Linked DNA regions of Mus musculus: region 1 is linked to region 2. The links are chromatin contacts, called in public Hi-C maps. All regions are on one chromosome and are shown on one strand. Each heading gives the region's core, a stretch centred on a gene start, on an enhancer-like site or on the middle of the called end of the contact. The rest is flanking DNA. Distances are from core to core; before and after follow the strand shown. Region 1 holds the start of Foxc2 (forkhead box C2). Region 2 holds the start of Gan (giant axonal neuropathy).

Evidence for each region. Hi-C and Micro-C count contacts between places; a contact is called where the count stands out from the background.
Region 1: a Hi-C map of CD4 T cells shows a contact between it and region 2, with 4 times the contacts expected there. The contact joins the promoter of Foxc2 here to the promoter of Gan in region 2.

What each region holds. Positions count from the first base shown.
Region 1 is chr8:121,114,010-121,117,485 of GRCm38.p6, reverse strand. It overlaps Foxc2 (forkhead box C2), which reads right to left and starts at 1,315. Exons shown (of 1, transcript NM_013519.2): 1 at 1-1,315. The coding sequence starts at 871.
Region 2 is chr8:117,156,391-117,159,718 of GRCm38.p6, reverse strand. It overlaps Gan (giant axonal neuropathy), which reads right to left and starts at 1,738. Exons shown (of 11, transcript NM_001081151.2): 1 at 1,418-1,738. The coding sequence starts at 1,584.

The sequences.
Region 1 (3,476 bases), core at 66-2,565, 4.0 Mb before region 2:
CGGCCGCTGGGCTCAGATCGCCGCCCGGAGGCGACGTGCGCAGCGTCATGATGGTCTCCACGCTGAAGCCGGGCAGCCCGTTAGGCGCCGCGGCGTGGTGCTCCGGCAGCGAGCCGTCTGGGGAACCTGCGGGCGTGGAGGATGCGCTGCGCGGACTGGCCTGCAGCGCTCCCTCGGGGCTCAGCGTCTCCACCTTGGTGATGACCGGCAGCGCGGGGGACGCCGCCTCGCTCTTAACCACGACTTTCTTCTCGGCCTCCTTGGGCCCGTCAGCTACCGGGGTCCCTGTCGGAGCGCCCTTGGCCGTGGTCGAGGGCGGCTCCTTGAGGTGGGCCCGCTCCTCCTTGTCCTTGGGCACATCCTTCTTCTTGAAGCGCCGCCGCCGCCGCAGGAAGCTGCCATTCTCGAACATGTTGTAGGAGTCCGGGTCGAGCGTCCAGTAGCTGCCCTTGCCCGGCTTCTTGTCGTCGCGCGGCACTTTCACGAAGCACTCATTGAGTGACAGGTTGTGGCGGATGCTGTTCTGCCAGCCCTGCTTGTTCTCGCGGTAGAAGGGGAAACGGTCCATGATGAACTGGTAGATGCCGTTCAGAGTGATCTTCTTCTCTGGCGCGTTCTGGATCGCCATGGTGATGAGCGCTATATAGCTGTAGGGCGGCTTCACCAGGTCCTTGGGCGCCGCGGGCTGGTGGTGGTAGGGCGCGTAGGAGCGGCCCATGCCGGCGCCGTACTGCTCCGGGTGGCCGGAGTAGACGCCCATGGGGCTGGCCATGCCGCCGTAGCTGCCGGCCGCCCGGTAGTAGTTTTGCTCACTCAAATAGGGTACCACTCCCAGGGCGTTGGGGTCCGATACCGAGTAACGCGCCTGCATGCTGCGTCCCAGACGCCCGGTCGCCGCCTGCGCGCACCGACTGCGGCCCGCGGCGAGCGAGGCCCGGAGCAGGAGAGCAGGAAGGGACGGAGCGATGCAGGCAGCCCCGACTCGGGGCAGCCTCGCGGTCCACGCGCGGAAGACGCCGGCGCTCGGGTTCAGCCGACCGGGCGGATCGGCATCCTGAAGGGTGCACGGCAGGCGGCCCCGCTGGCCGCGCACTCTCGGCTTGGCGGGTGGCAGCCCTGAGCTGGCGGCACAGACGCCACGCGCGACCGTGGAGCGACACCAGCCCTTCCGAGTGCTAGAAAAGGAGACAGCGGCTCTCGGGGCCCCGCCAGGAGAACTGCAGCCCGCAGCGTCAGCGAGCTAGGGTCCGGAGAGGCTGCGCGGCCGAGCCCGGAAAAAGAAGCAAAGTCCCTTTTAGGGATTGGGAAAAGTTTCAAAAGTCTTCTGGCTCAAAGCGAGTTTTTACTTTCTTCAGGCCGCGCCCCCTCCAGGAAGTTTGCACCAATCATCTGGCAGCTGCGAGAAGGATGGCACCAATCAAAACGAGGAGCGCCTGAATCCGTCGGCTCTAAGACCCAGATGCTCTTAGCCAGATCTCCCCCCCCCCCAGCTCAAGTTAACTTGAGGACTTTTAAAAATGAGTTACATCTTATAAAATTTTATTTTATTATCACATTTTGTTTAACGAGACCACGTGTCCAGAGCAAAAATTAAAAACCCTGTTCCTTTGGAAAATAAAAAGAAGTTTAGTTTGAAATATAACATCGAATTGATGAAGTTGGGCAGAGATTTGCCCCCAAGACCTTGTAAGTAGGAAAGAGCCTGGAGATTTTTTTTTTATTATTATTAATGGATGAAGAGGCGAATAATTAGATTTCTTAATTATCGGGGCCTAGTTGTAATGGGTTCAGAGCAAACGGACTGAGCGTGTAGGGCCTGTTGAATGCAGTGATGGATAATTCACAGGACGCTTCCAGGTTGAGGAAGAGCCCACAAAGGAGGCCGGGTTGGAGAATTCGGTTCCTCTCCCCTTCACGACGGGGTCGGGCTGGGAGGGAAGGCTTAGTGGGAATGCCAAACTGGGAAGGTAACACCTAAGGAACCATTGGTCCTTCGTCTTCGCTGCTACTTAGGTGATCCATCTGAGTCCTCCAAACAATTTCGTGGGGTTCAGGGAAGCGCGTGAACCCAACTGTTGCTTTCCTGGTCTCCTCTCCCGCATAGACGAGGGCTAGCTTTCCCTGCCATCCATCCCGGCCTCTCCCTTCTCCCCACCTATGAAAGCGCTGTCTGGAGGTTAGGACAAGGCAGCCAGCCCCCGGGAGCTGGTGTCCCCGTTCGGCGTGGGGAGCTCCAAGCCTGCACTCCATCGCCGGCTTCGTCACTGGAAACGCAAAGGAGCGCGGCACTGTGTAGCCTCGGACCCGCTTCCCTAGCTGTTGCCGGGGCCCGGCGTGGGTCCCACTCCGCGGTCAGCATCTTTGGGATCCTGTAAATTGACTGTATTTCAGGCTGTTTGTTTTACTGAGTTTTGATAAGGTGAGCTGAGGACCAGGGGCTCCTTAGAGGGCCTGGTAACTGAAGGACTTTTTTTTTTTTTAATTTTATGCCAACCTTGACGCACAGCGACTCGGAGTTCCCCGACCTTCAAGCGTGCTCCTTCCCTCTAGGAATCCCGGGGACAGTTTGTTTATTTGTGGACTGGTATTTATTCCTTCAACATCTCCAGTCGTCATCGGATCCCTGCTCGGTCCGCTTCCTCAGAAGCACCGAGATGTCCCTACGGAATGGCTCTATGCCTCGCAGAACCTTCTGGAAGTTGTTGGTCCGGTTGGGTAGGGAAGAAGGCGACAGATAAAACATTTGTCTCAGTCTTTCTTCTTCTCCGACCCCCCCCCCACGCCACCACCATAGCCCCCCACCCCCTTTAGATTTTCGGCAAAAGGCTTTGAGAGATTAGAACTCACTGTTTCAGCTTTGGCGGGTGAGGAAACTTTAGTGGCATTGCTTGACGTACCGAAGCAGCAAAATAGGTTTTATGTGTGCTACCTTTGACTCGAGAACCAGAATTTAAAGGACAGGGCTGCACAGGGCCCCCTGACCTGGATGGAGAATCTCGGGAAACACATTTTTGTGGGTGTCCTGGATTCTTTTTTTGACTAATTCCTCTCTCCCCTCCCTTAAAGCAGCAAAGTCAGGCTTCTGGTGCATGTCCGGTGTAGATCTGGGTAGGGGGTTAAGCCTTCCCCTCCCCTCTCAGGGACTCACTAAGAGTTATTGTTCCAATGTCCTTAGTGTGTTTTCGTTCACTTTTTTTTAAAAAAATAACTGTGACAGAAAACGTCTTGCCCCTCATGAAACTCGTGGCAAGTAGTGTTGAATTTTTCTCACGATGTTGCTGAAAATTCCATTCACTGATCAAGAACAACCCCCTCCCCATGGGCTTCCTACAGGGGCACAATTTACTCTGCTTTTATGAGGTGTGTGTGTGTGTGTGTGTCTGTCCCCGTGTTAAACAGCTTTATCAAAGCACGGGGCAGAAACCGAACGCCTCAGACTATGAAATCTAAATTGCCATAAGCCACTTTCTGCCTGC
Region 2 (3,328 bases), core at 489-2,988:
TCACATGGCAATACAACAGAGCCAAACCTCTGATGTCCACTGGGAAGCGAGGTAATCACTCATTCAACACATGTATTCTGGCACCAGGCACCAGTCCCTCTAGGAAGGTCCCAGCAAGAAACAAAAGAAAAATCCTTGGCCTACTGACTTTACATTGTGGCTCACGGAGATGAGCAAAATACAGGGTTTACTGCAGTGGTAAGTATCACAGAGAAAGATGGAGACAGTGTTTCAGGATATGCGACTTTAGAGCTGGGTGCCATTTAAGGATCTGTAACAATACTGCATCCATTGTAGTTTTCCTAAGCATTTCCCAAACTAGGATTACTCTGTTACGGGAAAGGTCTGGCCTGGAAATTCAGTTTGATTGACTGCCTTAACCTCTGAACTGCCAGCCCTGAGCTGTCATATTGGTGATCTAAATTTCTTGTTCACAGACACCTGACCCCTAAGTCCACAAAGAGCCCAATGTTGTAAGGCCAGGCTAGGCTAAAAGCCAGAAGTTTCAAGGGCACTTGGATTGCTTCTGGAGTTCGAAGGTCTCCAAAAGCAAAGATTCAAGAACAGCATATGTGTCCGAGTTCTGCTGGGACAGAGCCCTAAGAAACGGCATACACATAATTTTCCATTTTCTGATCTGTCAATTCTAGTGACATTGCTATCATTCGTCTATATTTAACCAGCTTACTGGGCACTTTCTCTACCTTTTAGTGCCCCCCCCCACCCCCCATATTAAAAGAGCAAACCAGTTTGCCTGAAGGAAAGTTGCTAAAGAAAAGACAGGAGCCCATCTCACAAATTCTGATCCGATGCTATAAGCTTGGTCTCAACCTTTTCATTAACCTAGTAAACTGGGCTAAGGTTTGCGTCGCTTAAGTTTTACAGTGCCCTCTTGGTGGTTACAATCGCTGGGTCCTCGGTGGTAACTGTAGCCAAAGAACGACCCCGGGTCTTCTCAAATTCGCAACAGTTTTGCCTGTTTGTAACAAGGGAGTGGCAAAGTGACAGTTGGGCTTTGGGGGTGGGGGCTTCCCACCGACCTCTTACAGGGTTCTCCTTCTGCCTAAGCCGCGGGTGTTTGTTTTGGCTTCCCCGCGCAAAACCTGGCCGGCCCACTGTGCGGTGACTCGGAGGTAAAACTTCTGCGGGGCTCCGCGGGCCGGGCGGGGCCTGTCGGGGCGAAGGGGCGGCTCTTCCCGGAGCAGCCCCGCCCTGCTCGCGGGTGCGGGTCCAGGACGGCCTGTACACCGTGTTTGGGGCTTTTGCGGACCTCCAGGGACTCCGGGATCGGGGCGATCTCGGTGGAGAGGCCCATGGGCGCCCGAGGGGCGCGGCGGCAGAGCCACTGGAGCCGCAGGCGGCCAGGCCAGAGAGAGAGGGAGGGATGCGGAGGCGATGGGCGGCGGCGCCCGCTCACCTGATGTACGGGCTGGCCGCCGCCAGGATGTTCTTCTGCACCGGGATCTCCTCGCCGTCGAGGACCAGATGCGCGTCGCAGAAACGCGCCTCCTCCCGGAACGAGCTGAGCGCCCGCAGCAGGCGCGCGGCGTGCTGAGGGTCGGACACAGCGCTGCCCTCGGCCATCGCGCCTCCCGCTCCTCCGCCGCCACCTGCCCGACCCGCCCGCCCGAGTCCCGCGCACGTCCCCGCCGGCCACTCCTCGCGTCCGCTCGCCCGCCCGCCCGGACTGAGTGAAGCTCTGGAGTCAGAGCTGGAAGTTCAACAACGCGCCTGCGCCATCGGCAGCGCGTGCGGACGGCGCCTTTAAGGAGCTGTGCCGTTGCGTCATCTTTCCGCGACGCCCCCGCGCCCCGCCCTACCTCGCAGCAGCCAATCAGAAGGGCTGGGCTGCGAGCGCCGGGCGCGCCCACGGGCTGTGCTTGGTGCGGGCGGAAGGGTTTAGCGGTTCCGCGGTATCCAATTCCCAGTCTCGGCGAACCGAGTGCTCTCAGTGTGGAAGGGAGTGAGACGCAGAGTGAAGCCGAGGACTTATTATTCCTTTCGCGGGAGTTACGCCTCGCTACGTTCACGTCCATTAGTTCCGGGCAGAACGCGGAGTCCGCCAGAAGCCTTCGCTGAAGACGTCGCGAGTGAAGCGAGAGAAACAAGCAGTTTTGCAAGGCTGTGGCAAGGAAGGTGTTTTCCTCTTGCAATTGGGGACCGGGAGCAATGGAAGGGTTTTAAATACCGCGGTAGGGGTAAGGTGTTCCGAAGGTTTCTAAGATCGGGGTCTTTAAAGCAGATCGATGCCAAGATTAGATAGTGGGCTGGATAAAAGGACTCTGTGGTATATGCCCTCCCTTCCGCCCCCGCACAAGAGTACAATTGGGAAGGAGAGGGGGTCCAGTTAATTGCATGATTGCCATCCCTACCTTTTAGGAAAGATAAAGTCTGAAAGACTAGGGGGTATGAAGGCCAGATGTTCGGATGGTGGGGGCTAGACTTCCCACAGAGACAGATCAAGGCTGTGGTACTAAGCACCCCTGGGTGTGCTCACTCTGCAGGGCGAGCCTCGTCTGTGTCCCTGGAAGTTGCTGAAGGTGCTTGGGAGTGGAGGAAGTAGCTACCATTTTGTGCAAACATTAGGTGCTCGAGGCTACAGAGAATTAAGTCTTATGAGGACCAAGGATCAGAACATTGGGGCAGCATTCAAAGTAAGGCAGGATGTGGTTTTCAGTGCGTCAGCACAGCCTCCCGTAGTCCAAAGGCCCCAAGGAAAGTCTTGGTTTTCACCCTGGAAGCAGCAAGGCTTTGGCGTCACTGATAGGAATCAGAGTATAAACTATACTCAAGATAGGAGACTAGGGGAGTAAAGTCAAGGAAGTTACTAGTAGAAGATCGATACATTTCCAGTTTCCATTTCAAACACAGTATCTATACCTGCAGTGATAAAAGTATCTAGACTCTAAACCAGGAGGTGGTGACGCAAGCCTTTAATCCCAGCACCGGGGAGGCAGAGGCAGGCAGGTCTCTGTGAGTTCCTGGCCCACCGAGAGAGTTCCAGAACAGCCAGGGGCTACATAGAGAAACCCTGTCTTGAAAAACCAAAGAGACAACCCCCGCATCCAAAAAAAAAAAAAAAGTAAGCTGTGTCAAAACTAAGGTCTGGGAAAGCAGAGCTGAGTAGAGCTAACAAGGAACTGTGAGTTACTAATTAGTAAGGCCTGTAGTGGGCTGTGTTGTATACAGCCTCTGTATTTGTGCCTATTGAGAAAATATAATAATAAAATAATGCAGGCCTGTTTTCACATAGTGCTTCTGGGCTCAGTCAACACTCTTTTGTTTAAGTAGTTGATGTGTTTTGAACATTGCTCTGTAAGACGCTTTT